3 separate regions of the Gossypium hirsutum genome follow, and all the other regions are linked to region 1. The links are chromatin contacts, called in public Hi-C maps. All regions are on one chromosome and are shown on one strand. The core of a region is the stretch at or near the end of the contact, and the rest is flanking DNA. Distances in the headings are between cores, read along the strand shown. Region 1 has its middle 28 kb from the start of LOC121216860. Region 2 holds the start of LOC107951341 (synaptotagmin-2). Region 3 has its middle 49 kb from the start of LOC121216741.

Region 1 (2,753 bases), core at 95-2,594:
CTCTCCTACTGATTTCCCACTGAGTTGCTTTGATTTTGATCTCTTTGGAGGGGTCAGAGATTGGTCTTTGTTTCTGTTGCTTTTGAGGTTAGATGGAGAAGATAGAAGGGTTGGGGTTCGAGAAGGGAGCGAAGTATGAAGAGGTTTATTAGGGAGTGGAAGTGGAAGGAGAGGTGGTTGCTGCTGAGCCTGATAGAATGGATAAGAGAAGGAAAGAGAAGGTAGGGGAGCCAAAAAGAGGCCTCCTCCTCCTCCTCCTCCCCCCCATGGATGATGCTCGTGTGAGCTCCACTACTATGTCTCCTTGGAATGTTCTTGAGTTGCTTGTTTGGAGAAACAGATTTCTCAGCTGAAGATGGCAAGAAAATCCCATCCATAATACTACTGGGTTTTGCTTTGGCAAACAACGAACAAGCTTTTTCAATATCAAACAAAAAGAGGCGATGATCTTCGCAATAATATGATCAAAAGCCTGAACCCAAAAACATGTTCAAGATATATATATTTCAGAGGAAATCTTTACAGATTTTCTCAATGAAAAGTAAAAAGAAAAAGAATATTATTGGTTAGAAAATGCTATTGATAAACAGAAAATAGATACAAAATCGATTTCGATCCCAGAGGGATCCGAAATGGTTTGGATTTTTAATTTATTTTACTTTTCTTCCTGACTTTCATGTGTTTTAAAGTCTGTGCCTCTTTTTATACAAGTAATAAACTCCACGTCTCCAACGGCTACTTTATTTTTTATTGTAATTTACTTTTCGTTAAAATTGTCTGTTAGGCCCTATACTTTTGATAAAATTTGAGATTTGTTCTCCATATTTAAAATGTTAGAAATTAAGCCCTTTAACTGTTTTGATCTAAAAATCCCAATCCAATCATTAAAATAGTAAGTATTTTTTGTCAAAATTTACCAATTTAGCATGTTGATTAAGTTTCCCTCATCTGACATGTCATATGAGTGAAAATAAACATTTTAACATATGATAATTATTGGATTAAGATTTTTAAATTGAAAAAGTAAGAGAATTGAGTTTTTAAATTTTAAAATATAGGGAGTAAATATCAAATTATATAGAAATGCAGGGACTAGTAACATACTTTCTCCTTTACTTCTTTTTTTTTTTCATTTTCTTTATAATAAAAATGTTACCACAGACACCTAATTTACCGACAGCCATTGCAGTCCAAGGCTTGGGAAACACTGTTGGGCGGCAGCCGTCAATTCGATTGACGCCGTTGGATCGAATAATTAGAAATAGCCGGTGAGGAGATACCAGCCGTTGATCACTCCCTCGGGCTCTAGGATGTTGGTCTGGTTTGAAAGGGACTTGAAAGAATCCTAGCAATACACGTATCCCACTTGGCGGGACCCAAGACTATTTAATGACCATCTTATGCAAGAGCAACACATAAATAGAAAATAGGAGTAAAACATTAAATATTTTATGTGATAATACAGTGCAAGACCTTAAGGGATTGGTACACGTGGCAGAAGGCCAGCCAGTCTTGATGTGAATTTCCGGTCCATGATTGGTCGGTGCCATGCACGTGACCTTCATTCACATCTATTAATTTTGATTTAAACGATGTATAACGACGTCTTTGTCCATTTAATGGAATAATCTCTGTTATCCCAGATCATGGAATTGCTTAATTTGAATTGAATTCAATGTTTCTCTTTTTACTTGCTTAATCACATCGAATCTCATAAGAATTCGTGACTATTTTTAAAATATATATTAACAAATCATTACCTCATTTAATTGGTAAAAGTAGAGATTTTGCTTCAAAGATTTATCATGCCTAATTTATATAAGTTTTTAACTTTTATAATATATGAGAGTTTTGGTCTACTTAATCGTAATTGGTTGATTTTAGTTTAAACTATATTAATTCTTAATTTGTTTATGTTATAATAATTTGAATGTACAGTTCATTTATAATAGTTTAATACTTGTATTTATAATTGTATTGTCCTTGTTACAATTCATAAATATATATATAAAAAAAACTAAAAAAATATGTATTTGTATTTTATGTAATAATCATATTCATGGTATTATATATTTATATGAAATTTTATATATTTATAATTCCTTTATATAAAAAAAAATTCATTATTTAATATTTAAAAATTTGGCGAAGTTAGTGTCACTCTTAGTTAGGTTACCAACTCAATAATGAAATTACATGAATATTTTTATTTTAAACTATAATATTATTATGAAGCCATTTTGTCTTTTCATACTTTTATAAGTAAAATAACATGGACACCCCTATATCAGGATTCAATTTGCATTTTGTCCCCTCTGCTTAAAAGATGGGCAAATTAATCCTTGGACATTAGATTAAATGCAAAATGATTGTTTTATTAAAAATTCCATCCAATTCTTCTATTAAAAACTAGTCATTGTACATCAATAAAATGTACACATGACACGTCACATGTCATTTTCTAGTTATTCAGTCAACCACGCAAGTTTTTAACAGTACAAATAAATAAATTTTTTAACAGAAAGGACTAATTTTCTCTTTGATTTAACGTATAAGGACTAATTTATTTATTTTTTAGTAGAGAGAAAAAAAAATACAATTTGACTCCTAATATAAAAACACCCATAATTCTTTTACCTACTTTAATATTATTTTTAAATAAATCAATTAAGAATCATAAATCCAAAAATTAAACATATATTCAATAATATTAAAATACTAATTCATCATCACTCGATCTATTTTCACTAATA
Region 2 (2,753 bases), core at 154-2,653, 430 kb after region 1:
TCTGGTCCCTATTAATTGCCAACTATCTCCCTCCATACTTTGATTTTATTAATTGTTCAACTCAAACATCAAAATCTGTTTGTGATTCCAAATTAAATGCTCCAACATCCTTTTCTTTTTCTTTTAATTTAGATTTTCATATTTAAGATTTATATATTTTTTAAAAATAAATTTAATTAATTTTTAGAATTATACTAATCACAAATTAGTTTATAGGTGAAAAAAAATTTATGATTACTAGAATCGAATCGAACTATCCTATCAAATTGGTTGGATTAAGAACTAATTGGTATATTAATTTAAATAGAGATTTTCTTTTTTGAAAGATAAATTTATTGATTCATTCAATAAATGAAACATACAATTTAGAGAAGAAAATAACAAATATTTATTGTAGATGATGAATGACAAACTTCATTAACATAATAAAGACTTTATAATGTCAATAGAATATCATGACACATTAAGATTAATTGAACCAAATTAAAAAAGTTATTGAAGAATTGTTTTTACTATTTTTAGTAATATTTTTAACTTTTTATAATTTTTTATAATTTATTTAAGTAAAATCCATCTTGTCAAATATGATATTTTAAAAACCAAAAAGGAAAATGATACTGACACTACTTTTTGTGTCGGGAAAGTGAAACACGCTTGTTTTAACCTGATTTAGCCTAATTTTAAGATGATATTACTAACGGTTTTTTAATTAGTTAATAGATTACATAATTTTAGTAATATATTAATATGATTTTTAGTCACGCTTAGTGTTTGGGTAAATTATTTATTTTAATTTTTTTCTAATCTTTATATATTTAGAATTTAATATTATATTTTTATTTTTAGAAATTTAATGTTTTTATTTTTTTAATTTAAAAATTTAGGTTAATTTATTAATACTATTATAATTTTTTTAAATTTTCTAGTATGACATTTTGAAATTAAAAAGATATTCAGAATTCATGTAACAAACAAAATAATATTGTAATGAACTGAAATTTAATAAAAAAATTAATGATATTAATAATTCTTAAAAATTTACATTAATATTTTAACCATAATAAAATGTTTAGATTAACTAATAATATTATAAAAATTGAGATATTAAATTATGTCTAAATTAAAATATAGAGATTCAATTTCCAATTTGAGTGAAATATAAAAATAAAAAATAAAAAATAACAATTGTTATATAATTTTAAAAAAAGTGAAGGAATTGACCATAATCTGTTCATGTAAGAGGAAAGTGAGAAAAGTACAGCTAAGGCCTTTCTGTAGTTATATAGAAATTGTTTAAGGTAGTAAGTTCAAAAAAAAAAAAAACTAATCCGTAACCAACCAATTAACGTTACCGACAGAAGATATCACGCGCATAAAAATTTCATAGCAAAAGCCTCTGGTAGGTCCAAAATGGCATCGGCTCCTTTGAACGTAAAGGACTGACCACTAGTTGTAAATGCTCCTTTAATGCTTCCACTCTTCCTGATAAGATTTTTTAACTCTAATGTCTCTTACCATTTCTTTTCTTTTTGCTTCCAATTTTACTTCCCACAAGAATCTTTCTCAGATTCCATTTCTGGTTTTCCTTTTGGTATTAGTTTCACTTCAACAGAAGAGAGCAAAAGCTTTTTATGCCTCTTTGATTAAACTACTTGAGCTATCCTTGAAAAAAAAAACCAGAAAGGAAAAATGGGTGTTTTGAGCTCTGTAATGGGTGTTTTTGGATTCGGAATTGGAACTTCGGTTGGGATCGTCATTGGGTATTACATGTTCATCTACTTCCTTCCCACTGATGTTAAGGTTTGTTTCTTTCTTGGTTGAATTTCCTTTTGCTTTTCTTAGTTTTTGTCAGAGTCCCTTTTTTTTCCTAGGTGCCTGTTCTTGTTCTTCCATAAGCGGCTTGAATTTTTGTTGTTAAAACAATGAACAAGTGCTAAAAAAATGATAACTTTATTCTAAGCTGATCGAATGTTTCTTTTTTACTCTTATAATTTAATGGTTAATTCAAGTTGTTCTTTTTGAGTTTATGAATTCTGTCTTCCTGTTTCACCGTGCAAAGATTTGTAATTTGTAATGTTCTCGCTTTGAGAGATTTATATCCATGATTTTCAGTCGAAAAGAACATGATTTTGAAATGATCAGGCATTAGCTTAGGCTTTTCTAGGGAAAATTTAAGTTTGAGGATTCACAATTTTTTCTCTGCAGGTATTAGCATTCTAAAACATGAATAAATAAATAAACATAGAGGTATTCTTTTGTTTATTGCTTTTTTTTTCTGGGATTTTGCTTTTTGTACTTGATCACCATTGACCAACCGGTTTGGCCTGTGTCGATGTCTGTTGGTGCCACTTATAAGAAGCTGTAGTTATCATATGAAGCTATCATATAGGAAAACAACGAATAAATCAGCCTTTTGAACCATTGATAAGATGGTCACATTGTATGTTTTGGTTGTTCAGGATCCTAAAATCCGTCCTTTGGTTGAGGAAGACTCTAAAACTTTGCAGCAGTTGCTTCCAGAGATCCCTTTGTGGGTCAAAAATCCAGATTTTGACCGTGTATGTTCTCCTATCCTATGTCCTTTCATTTCTGTATTTGGGTCTTTAAGTGCTTCATATTAAGGTATGCATCAAGGTTATCACTGTCTGTTTCTCTGCAGGTTGACTGGCTTAACAAATTTATCGAGACCATGTGGCCTTATCTAGATACGGTATGTATAACTGCAATGACCTTTCACATATATGGCCTCTCTT
Region 3 (2,753 bases), core at 187-2,686, 310 kb after region 1:
GTTTAGTTAATAAGAAATGCGATTCTTTCTAAAAGGTGTTGGTTTTGGGCTTTTTACTAATGGGCTGTGGAGAGTTATTTTTTTCTTTATAACAGAAGTTGTGGATGAGTGGAGAAGAAAAACAATAACAATGCTTTTAAATATATTAGAATGGCCACTACCATGTTGGATTAATTGTTTTTTTGTATGATTAAATTTTGAACGCTAAAATATATTTCAAGTTTTTTTTGTATTTTTTGTGTATTTAAAAATAATTTTTATATTTTTATTTTTAAAAATTTTATTTATTTATTTTTTAATTTAAAAATTTAGATGTAATTTTTAACACCATTAATTTCTTCTGTTAAACTTATTAGGGTGAAATTTTAGATAAAATATTATAGAAAATAAGGACAAAATAATCTTAATTTTAAGCATAGGGACAAAATAAATGATATTTGATCATTTTCCTATAAAATGAGAAAAAAAAGGGTTGAGACACATGTCGAGATTGGACCTTCCCTTTTATATATAGGTTATAAATTATAGATTTTATATTTTATTTTATTAGAATTAAGTAATCATTTTTAAAATTTGGAGATACATGTTTTAGAAAGTTGAAGATGATAAACTAAAGCGTACTTATATTAATATGTACTAATTTTAATAAAAAATATATCGTTATCAATACTAGACTAAAGGTCCGTCCAGAATTTAGAGAGGGTTTACGCAGAAATATTATGTATAAAAACTGAGTTTGGGTAAAAAAATTAAATTCGTTTAAAATATGGACTGGATTCAGGTTTGAACATTCAAGATCTGAGCTCAATCTAACCCGGCCTATTTATAAGTTTGTAATATTTTATATTATGTTATTTTTATATATATTATGTAATTTAACATATAAAAATTAAATTTATAGTAAGATATAATACTATTATAATGTAAACATAAAAAAATTGTTAAGATAATTATATATAAAATTTTAGTAAATAAAAATATATGAAATTATTAAATATTATTTTAAAATGATATAAAGATGTATTTTTAAATCTTTTTAAAAATTAATATGAGTGGACTTAAAATAGGTTTACGTTAATCACTTATAAAATATAAATAAAATTAGACAAAATTTTAAGATCATATTTCAGTTAAAGATAAAAATAAAAGAATGTTTAAAAGGGAAATGGGAGTGGGGCTTTGGGCCTAATATGTCCAGAAGAAGGTTTGTTACAAGCGTAGTATGGTATCTTCTTTGCTTGTTGGTATTCGGGTGTTGAAATAAAAAAGAGAATAATTTATGTGGTTGAAGAGCTTATTTCAAGTTATCTTAACCCTTTCTTTTCCCTGGATGCTTGCATAAAGAGACAAGTGAATGCGCCTTTCCTTGTGAATGGAGAAATGTTGGAGCCCAAATGCTTAAACCGAAAGCTAATAATGGAGGGGACCCTTTCATGTTGCATTATGGCACATGTCTCTACCACCATTAGTGAAGCAACCCTATGTTTTAGTTGATATTTTGGAACTTCGTCATTATTCCTATGCCTGGAACAAAACTTCCCATCAAGGACTTTTGAGTACAAATACATTATTTAATTGAAGGACAAGAGACTAGAAAGGTAAAACAAAGAGTTAGTGTTATAAGTAAGCAACATCATGCACTGAAACTCAAAACACGAAATAAAGAACAATGTCGATTGTTTCAGAGGAACAGAAGCAGAATTGGACACAAGCACTGAAACCTCCCCTCTTTTGAAGTCAAAATTTCTAAACTCATACATTTCTCCATCTCTCCTCTTTCACTTTTTATCTTAAAAGTTTCACCTATAAACTTATTTTTCTAAAGGTTTTAAAATCCATAGTTGAACAGAGTAAAAATCCCAAGAACTATTGTGTTTGAAACTCGTGTCTTTCTCAAAATTATTTTGAAGCTATAAAATGTGTTAATTGAAAATGGTTTTTTTGAAGAAATTAAAAGTTTGTAAGAGATTAAAATAATATTTAATTTACCCATTCTTTACTAATCAAGGAGAGGCTTTTGAAGAAATTGAAAAGGCCTTTCAACTTAAAAAATGAGTTTAGGGTAATTGAAGGTTTTGGGTTTAAATAAAAGAAGAGAATAAAAGGACTTTTTGTTTCTTACTTGAAAATGTAATTGTATTTTTCCTTTTACTAATAATTGTTGTTTTTCAATTAAATAACAATTCGAGGTTGATGCCGTGTCCCAGAGAGCAATATCATATTCACAATCAAAACAATTTATGCAATATCAATTCAATCACAAATAATAACAATATAGTTGCATTATTAACATATAACTTACCTTGGCTTACAAAAGATGAGCAACTAATCGACCTAATCCACAAGCTTGGCCTTTCCCCGGTCCAAGTCTGGTTTTCGTATTTCTTGATCTAAAATAATAAAAATTCACTCATTTAATAACTAAATAAATTCAGACAATAAAACATTCACAATTTTGGCAAAATGACCATTTTGCCCCTAGACTTTTATAAAATGACCATTTTACCCCTAGGCTTGAAAATCGATTTTTATCAAATTTCTTCATGCCTTAAGCCTAGCCGAAACCTTTTTACTCTTATAACAACCCAAAATTTCCATTATTTCATAAAAGTACCATCTATTTTACAAACTTTACAAAATGGTGCTATTAGGGTTTTCATGAGAAGTCATTTCACAAAAGTTGTTTATTTAACAACCAAGGTTCATTTTCTTCCATAAAAACTCAGAAAACATCATAAATTATTTCATGGCTA

What was found. Hi-C and Micro-C count contacts between places; a contact is called where the count stands out from the background.
Region 2: a contact with region 1 is called in a Hi-C map of leaf, with 2.3 times the contacts expected there. The contact joins the promoter of LOC107951341 here to the enhancer-like site in region 1. A contact is called at or near these places in 10 of 34 Hi-C or Micro-C datasets (callus, hypocotyl, leaf and 2 more).
Region 3: a contact with region 1 is called in a Hi-C map of leaf, with 3 times the contacts expected there. The contact joins two enhancer-like sites. A contact is called at or near these places in 5 of 34 Hi-C or Micro-C datasets (callus and leaf).

What each region holds. Positions count from the first base shown.
Region 1 is chrA02:30,418,397-30,421,149 of Gossypium_hirsutum_v2.1, reverse strand. No RefSeq gene overlaps it. Among protein-coding and RNA genes, the nearest start is that of LOC121216860, 28 kb to the left of the region's middle. Within about 2 kb of position 1,344, at least 4 of the 9 cell types and tissues checked have an H3K27ac peak or open chromatin away from gene starts, as enhancers often do. A contact at or near this core is called in hypocotyl and leaf, where this site is marked.
Region 2 is chrA02:29,985,652-29,988,404 of Gossypium_hirsutum_v2.1, reverse strand. LOC107951341 (synaptotagmin-2) reads left to right here and starts at 1,403. Exons shown (of 12, transcript XM_016886350.2): 1 at 1,403-1,800; 2 at 2,460-2,558; 3 at 2,660-2,710. The coding sequence starts at 1,690.
Region 3 is chrA02:30,108,779-30,111,531 of Gossypium_hirsutum_v2.1, reverse strand. No RefSeq gene overlaps it. Among protein-coding and RNA genes, the nearest start is that of LOC121216741, 49 kb to the left of the region's middle. Within about 2 kb of position 1,436, at least 1 of the 9 cell types and tissues checked has an H3K27ac peak or open chromatin away from gene starts, as enhancers often do. A contact at or near this core is called in leaf, where this site is marked.